Regions from separate parts of the Gossypium arboreum genome. Here region 2 is linked to region 1. A link is a contact called in public Hi-C data. All regions are on one chromosome and are shown on one strand. Each heading gives the region's core, a stretch centred on a gene start, on an enhancer-like site or on the middle of the called end of the contact. The rest is flanking DNA. Distances are from core to core; before and after follow the strand shown.

The links. A called contact is a pair of places that touch in the nucleus more often than the background predicts.
Region 2: a contact with region 1 is called in a Hi-C map of leaf, with 3 times the contacts expected there. The contact joins the promoter of LOC108453314 here to the promoter of LOC108453385 in region 1. A contact is called at or near these places in 2 of 5 Hi-C or Micro-C datasets (both in leaf).

The regions. Positions count from the first base shown.
Region 1 is chr5:45,537,126-45,541,133 of ASM2569848v2, reverse strand. It overlaps LOC108453385, which reads left to right and starts at 1,567. Exons shown (of 21, transcript XM_017751456.2): 1 at 1,567-2,027; 2 at 2,123-2,255; 3 at 2,943-3,079; 4 at 3,182-3,227. The coding sequence starts at 1,753. It also overlaps the pseudogene LOC128292666.
Region 2 is chr5:45,727,712-45,731,802 of ASM2569848v2, reverse strand. It overlaps LOC108453314 (microtubule-associated protein 70-4-like), which reads left to right and starts at 1,438. Exons shown (of 11, transcript XM_017751340.2): 1 at 1,438-2,040; 2 at 2,155-2,240; 3 at 3,686-3,751; 4 at 3,831-4,001. The coding sequence starts at 1,782.

The sequences.
Region 1 (4,008 bases), core at 318-2,817:
TGTCATGTTCAAAAATAAATTTGGTAAACTACCGAAATAGTCACTTTTGTTAGCTTCAAATTACTTTTTAGTCACATATGTTTGAAATGTTACGTTTTAGTCACTTACATTATCGTGTTGTAACATTTTAGTCACTTAGATATTAACTGTTATTAATGGTGTGACAGTAAGCTGACGTGGCATGTTAAATAATCATTTCAAACGAAAATTTTAGGTTAAATTATGCAATTGGTCCTTTTTCTGTTTTGAGCAATTTAATTTTTTCGTTTATGTTCTTTTAGTTTTCCTTTTTTTTTCTTTATTTTCCATTCTTTTCTACTTCTTACCTAAAATTTTTGAAGGTTGGAGAAGAAAGTGGTGGTGTCACAAGGGCACTATTAGAGATTCCGAGAGGAGGAAGAGACGAAGGAATGGTGCTTCGAAAGAACGGAATGAGACTAGACGAATTATTTGCAGCAGCCCTAGTGGGAATGGGGAAGGAAGTGGAGGAAGGACTGACTTGACATGAAGGAATTGTACTTGGAAATGCAGAAGATAAAGGACTAGGATTTTGGGAAGAATATGGGGTAATTTTAGCTAAATTGATTGCTATATCAATCGGAGGTGGCTTACATCCCTAAACAGCAAATCCAATGAAAAACCAAAACTAATCAACACATTAATGCTCAAGAGGATTATACAGGAAAAACAAAAGCTGATCAAGAAAATTTGTTCACAGTCCAATTAATAAAGTTTCAGTTCCAACAGTTATTGTCTTTAAGTGGGAACTATTGTTTTCATGTATGACTTTCTGTTGATTTTTCCAATATTCCAAGCGATCAAACAGAAGCCAAAACAAACAGAAATAAAGCAAATCAAGTAAAAAAAACCCAGAAAGCATAACCAAACTAATTAAAATTGGTATGGGAACCAGATCCAACTAAATTACAACTAAAACAAAATGAGTAGAGAAGGAAAAGAGTTGCATTTTGTTTGAACAAATCTACCCTTTTGTGAGTAGTGAAAAGAAGAAGAGAAGGGTAAATTAGGTACCTTTCGATCAACAACCCAACCAGCCTCAACACAAAGAGCTTTGAGGACCTCATTGTTATCACAGTGCTTGGGTAGATTATAATTTCATTGAGCTCTCAGCCCAGTATATATCTTGGCAGCGATAGCTCTTCTACTCCTCTCCCTCCTCATGTTGTTTTCTCTCTCCCTCTATGACGGCTTCCTCCTTTGTCTTTGGTCAGGCATTGACCTATCAGCTTATTGGTGTCCACTTTCTCTAGAAGTAGAAGTGAATAAAAATAAAGAAAAAATAATATAAAAGAAGAAAAATTAAATTGTTCAAAACAAAAAATATAACGATTAATTATATATTTTAACTTAATATTTTCATTTGAGATAATGATTTAATAAAAATTAATGATTCAATAATTAAAATGTTAAAATAAGATAATATAAGTGATTAAAACGTAACATTTCAAATATAAATGACTAAATTATAACCTGAGCAGTGATTATTTTAACAATTTACCCAAAAAATTTAAATACATTATATTCAATGTATTTAAATACGTAATAGAAAATCTGAATGACATTCCCTCGTTTTAAAGACCCAAAAACAGCTCAGCCCATCAAAGGATATAAACTTAGAAGGGAAGCAAAAACCCTTCACCATATTCGGCAGCAGCCTCCGCAGTAGGGTTTACTACCATTTCCCTCTCTACCATCTCCAATTCCTCCAACTCAAACTCAAGCTAGACAACGATGGCACAATCCCTAGAACTGTTGTTGATTCAATTCTTAATGCCAGACAACGATGCAAGGAGGCAAGCGGAGGATCAAATTAAGCGGCTGGCGAAGGATCCGCAAGTCGTTCCGGCTCTCGTTCAGCACCTTCGCACTGCCAAGACTCCCAACGTCCGTCAACTCGCCGCAGTTCTCCTAAGGAAGAAGATCACTGGACACTGGGCTAAGCTCGCTCCTCAGGTTAAGCAACTTGTCAAGCAGTCCCTCATTGAAAGCATCACAATGGAACATAGGTTTATTATTGGAATTTACTTTTTTATTATTTCTTTATTGCTTTTGATCGCCAATTGGAATTTAATTCGATTTTCGGTGGCTTGATTTTTGACAGTCCACCAGTGAGGCGAGCCAGCGCGAACGTAGTGAGTATAGTTGCGAAATACGCTGTTCCAGCTGGAGAATGGCCTGATCTGCTGCCGTTTCTGTTTCAGTGTAGTCAAAGTCCACAGGAAGATCATAGAGAAGTAATATTTTGATTTATGTTTTCGGGAAAGTTGACTCTGTTGCATTGCTAAAAAATTCACTATTAAGTAGGATCAAGAAATCCATGAATTTTGGAAGTAATCAAGAAAGTCTTATATTTATGTGTTCAATTATGCAATTTATGCCAAAATTGATATCTGAAGCGCTTCTTTACCAAATGCAATCTAGCCAAGAAATAGTAGTTAGTACAAGCTTATAGTAAATGATGTTATTTGCTCATCATACTTATCAGTAGAAAAAGAGTTAAAATGCATATTTTATGCACAATAATAGAAATATCAATTTGCTGCATTTCATAAAAGTGTAACAAAGTAGTTAGCATGAAGGGTTCTTTGACTGGTATAATGCATGTTATCTTAAGTTTAAGTTTAAATTGAATGACAGATTTTTTGGTGCTCTGATAGGCCAAGAAAACTTCTTGTGACATGAAGTCATTTGTAGGATCTTCATCTAGTTTATCATGACATATTAACTTCCCTTAATGGACATCTGTGCTTGCATGCTGTTGTAGTCAATCATGTCTTCCTATTTGTGTCATTTTGGCCTGAAACTGGACCTTGCACGGTATCAGCTTTCTTTAGATAGCAGCTCTCATTTCTCGTGTCCAGTTCATGCCATTTCCATTTTATGGACTAACAAATGTATCTGTCTGCTTCTGGTGATATAAGGTGGCTTTGATCCTTTTCAGCTCTTTGACTGAAACAATTGGGAGCACCTTTAGACCTCATTTTGCAGACCTGCAAGCACTTCTGCTCAAGTGCTTGCAGGATGAGACAAGCAATCGTGTCAGAGTTGCTGCCCTAAAGTAACCTTTTTTCCCTCGTGATACTTTATTGCTGATCTTGTTGGTTGTTAGGAAATAACTTTTGGGGGTTTGTTTACATGATTTAGACATTTGTTTTGCCAGGGCAGTGGGATCATTTCTTGAATTCACAAATGATGGGGCTGAAGTGGTGAGTTCTGTACTTTTTCTCAACTGTAAATTCTCCCTTTTTTCAGTAATGATATCATATCTTTCCATTTCATACTATTTTATAGCTAAGCACCTGGTTATCTTTTGATTATGCAGACTGTTTTAAGTGTGTGTTGCAAAGATGTTTGTTTCCACTGCTAGGTGAATTTTTTTTTGCGAATGTGTTACTTTGCTTTTGCGTTTCCAAGATGGAATAAGGGTTTCAAAAGGACTAATTTGTGTTTATGCGGGAAAGGATATTTGCTAATTAGAATCTTCTATAGGAATTAAGTTTCTAAATGGCATTGTATGAAGCTTATATATTTAAGACAAGAGATTCAGTTGATGAACTCAGGTTTATTCTATTCCTTTTACACACCTTTTGGTGAAGGACTACCATTCTTGAAAAGATTATAAAGCACCAGATTTGATATAAGTCACGAGAGAGGTGAAGGCAAAAGATAGATGGAAGTATGGATGGCTATTGCACTTTGTTTGGGATATTTTGTAATGAGAAGGGAATCGGGAAGGTGAACTTCCTTTTTGATTGGGGGAATCTGAAAGTATATGATCCCAAAATATTGAATTTGTGCATGTGCCCCTAGCCTTTTGCTAAAAAAAAATTGAAACTGAAGCCAATCAGTTTGTTTAAATTTTATTGATGAAAATTTAAGTAAATAAATTTTGGTCAAAATGCATGTAACTTCGAACAACTGATTTTTTGTTAATGCTGGGTGGACTTGAGTGCTATCCCCCTCCCCTCCCTCCCCTCCTGTTTCCCA
Region 2 (4,091 bases), core at 189-2,688, 190 kb before region 1:
TCTAATTACTCTAACATTTCATAATGTATACTAGTTGTTATTATTGATTGGTTTTAATTAAGTATAAATAATTAGTAATAAATAATATATAATTTTATTAATTATTTAGCATGTCAAAATGTATGAAAAATTATCTTTTGTTAATAAAAATTTCAAATTATTTTAATAAGATTAGTAAATAAAATATAACTTAAAAAATTAAAACACTAATATTATTAATGTATAGAAATAACATTTTAAACTTAATTCAAGAATATGTTTAAAATTTTTATGATCATTTGATTTGAGTATAATTATTTATAAATTACTTGTGTGATTACCCAATTCTCACACTTTTTTTGAGAAGTGGATGGTGTAAATCAAACATACCACATATTTGTATCTACAAATACTTGCACCAAATCCAATTGTCCAATAATTTTTGAATACATTCTTAAAAATAAAAATAAAAACTCAAATTCTTTTAATCGTTATTAATTTAATTGTAAAAATAAAGCTTTTAAAATTTAAAATTTGAGATACATGTAATATAAATTATGTGTGAGTCTCTAATAAAATTTATTTTGATTTAAATTATATTTTGTAAAACCTTAGCATTTGGTTTTGTTGGACAGAAATGTTTTCACATATCACAATAATTTGTGATTAGACCTGTTCAAAAGTTACATAATTCACCTAACCTAATTTAAGTTAAGTTTGAATAATAATTTTTCACTTTAGGTCGATCCAGTTTAACTCAGTTTGAATTCAATTTAAATAATAAAATTATTTTTAAAAAATAAAAAATAAAAATACATAAAATAACAATTAAAATATATTTTATTATTTTATTATTTTAAAATAATAAAACGAGCAACAGTCTAACTCAGGCTGAAAATGGACTTTAATTTAAAATATATTTTGAAATCGAATTTCAATTGATCCGATTTATATGTAACTCTAATCATAATGTGCACAACATAATATTATATTTATAATTAATTGCACAAATAGGACAAAGTTCAAACACTATTGCTTAATGCTAAATCCGAGTTGCCAATAATATTTATAGAGATTTTCTATCAAACTTTTCCCCTTTGGGTAAAGTAACCGAGACACGCCAGCTACCAAAAATAGCAAATTTCGAATCCCAGTTATAATTTGTTTTATTTTAATTTTTATTGTGAATGTAATTTGTTATTTAATTAAAAATAATCAGAAATCAAAAAATATTTGGAAAATTCTGAAAGATATATTTTAATTTTTATTGCGAACGTAATTTTAGAAAAGAGAAAATAGAAAAAGGCTGTCGCAATTTTAAGCATCGGAAAAAGAAAGAGGTGGAATCAATTTTCGAAGCGCAACCAGCAGCAGATTTCACTGCTTAAACACACACAGTAATCTCTAATTTCAGCAACTCCATTAATTTAATTTAATTAATTAAGTCTCCATCACTCATTTCTCTTCCTTTCTCTCTCCTCACTCTGTCATTGTAACCAGATTTTAAAATCCATAATCTACAGAGAGAAAATAATAATAATAACATTATTATTATTTTATATATAACTGATTTATCTCTCTCTCAGCTCTAAAGCCATTCTTCTTCACTCTATCTTTTCTATTATCTGAGAATCTGCTGAGCAGTTGTGTATTTCAACTGATTTTCAAACCCTATCGTTTTGGATCCACTTCAAGGTTTAGATGTGAAGAGAACTACTCTGCGTGGAAAGAGTTACTTTTCTTCTTCTTCTTTTTTTTTTTTTTTGTATTTGAAGTGGTGAGAGGAAGTGTTTGGATCAGAGATGGCGGAGATTGCCGGCGAAGCGGCAGAGGTAACAGGCAATGCGAGAAGTGAGTCGCCGGTGAGGATGACTTCGACCACGTCGGGAGCACCTCCGCCTTTGGCGGTGTCGGCGCCGTTTAAGGAGAGTGGAGGGAAAGGTTCGTCGAGGAGGAGAACTGTCAGACCTAGCTTCGATGCGGATAACGACTTCATTACGTTGCTTCACGGTTCGGATCCGGTGAAAGTTGAGCTTAATCGGTTGGAGAATGAAGTTAGAGGTCTGGAATGTGGCTCGATCTAGTTGTTTTTCGCCTCGATTCGGTTCAATTTAGCTGCTTTTAGTTAACGGTTAACCGTTTCCTTTTATTTTAATATTTTGGATATGTTTACAGATAAAGATAGAGAATTGGGAGAAGCACAAGCCGAAATTAAGGCATTAAGGATGTCTGAAAGGCTAAGAGAAAAGGCTGTCGAAGAGGTTGATTAAATTATTATTATTAATTATTAGGTTTTAATTTAATAAAATAATTAAATTGTGAAAACGCCTTAGTAATACTGGTAGTTAAAAGTAGTAATTTATTTCGAAATGTTTTGAAATTTTCTTATTTTTCGTTAAATTATGTCTGTTCTTAGTGGAAAGTTCACTGCTTTTCCTTCCCTTTTTTGGATGTTTGATTTCTGGGGAAAAAGAACTCAATTTATTTGAAGTTTAGTGATGGATAATCTGCTGAAACTGATGGAAGAAGGGGCTGTTTGCTATGTTTCTCCACTCTTCAATTTTCATGAATTATTAGTGCTGATGCGCATCCATACATTGGTCTATGGAGATTATGACGCTCCACGGACTCTCCAAATACGTAGAAAACTAACATACCCATGTCGAATGCTACTCCTATCTGACACTCATTTCGTGACCCAGTAACATAGGCTGTTTGTATATCACTGTATATTGTAGTTTTACTGAAGTAGATCCTGTAAACTTTATATGTAAATTTGCTCTGCCTGCCTGTGTCTTCATTGCTGATAGCAAATCTCTGTTCTTTGTATGGTTGGAAAGTTGGCTTTCTGGTATTTGGGTGAACAATTTACTGTGCATTTTACTCTTGAAGTCATGTTTGGTAGAGTTTCATCGTTGTTATTGGTTAGTAATTTTAGAAAGTCAGTGATGGGCCGTCTCATCTACAATTATGAATAATTTTTTAATGCTTTATCAGACTTCTTTGTCAGATTCCTTGTAGTATCTGTATCTTTTTATTTTAAGATTGCATATTATGGAAAATTAATTTAAGGTTTTGCATCGTTCAGTTGCTTTTTCCTGTCTTCTAATGTTGTTTGACTTGTCACTATTAAAGCTGTTACAAAATTTCGTGCTACCTGCAATCTAAAACTTATGTTAGTTCTTTTATTAGACCAAATGTTCTTCCATGCATGTTATCTTCTTCCTATAACTATCAAATTGTTTTCCCATGTATGTTTTTTTCTTTCTAAATTTAATTGTTTGATGAGGTTTAGGGTAGCATGTGATCTCATGATTGAAATTTTGGCTCTCATGCTGAGAGATTCTGATGATCTATTGCACTTTTTGTTTTATGACTTGCTATTTCTGCGTATTGCAAATGATCTTGTCTTGTTCGGGAGAATTCGTGATCTTTATGTAATTTAGAGGTCTTCAACACTTCGCAACGCTCTTGCATCAAAGGCTTTAGTTTATCTTTTTTTTTTTTCTTCTTCGGTATCTTTTTTTTTTTTCCTTCTTCAGTACTAACTCAATATATAATATAAGGTGTTGGACACATCTGAAATTTGGTTTTATATCTGTCTTCTGACCCAGAATTTTTGTAACACCTTTTGTAATTGAGATGGAGACTGATAATTGAGATGGAGACTGACTTTATTTTAAATTTGTTTTCTTTTGTATCATAGCTCACTGATGATCTCTCAAAAATGGCGGAGAAGCTTAAACTGACAGAATCTCTTCTGGAAAGCAAGGTATGACTTCAAAAATTTCTTCAAGCCATATTATTTTTCTGTTGTTCTGTTATATTAAGTTGTGAAACATGTTCTCCAGAACCTAGAAATCAAGAAAATAAATGATGAGAAGAAGGCATCCATGGCTGCTCAGTTTGCAGCTGAGGCCACTCTGCGGAGGGTTCATGCTGCTCAAAAGGACGATGATATGCCTCCAATTGAAGCAATTCTTGCACCCTTGGAGGCTGAGCTGAAGCTTGCTCGGCAAGAGGTATTTCTTGGGACAATTCAACAACTGGTTCTGTCTCACCAAGGGAATTGGAGAATGTTTTATAAACTTATATGTGATAGGTTATTCCCC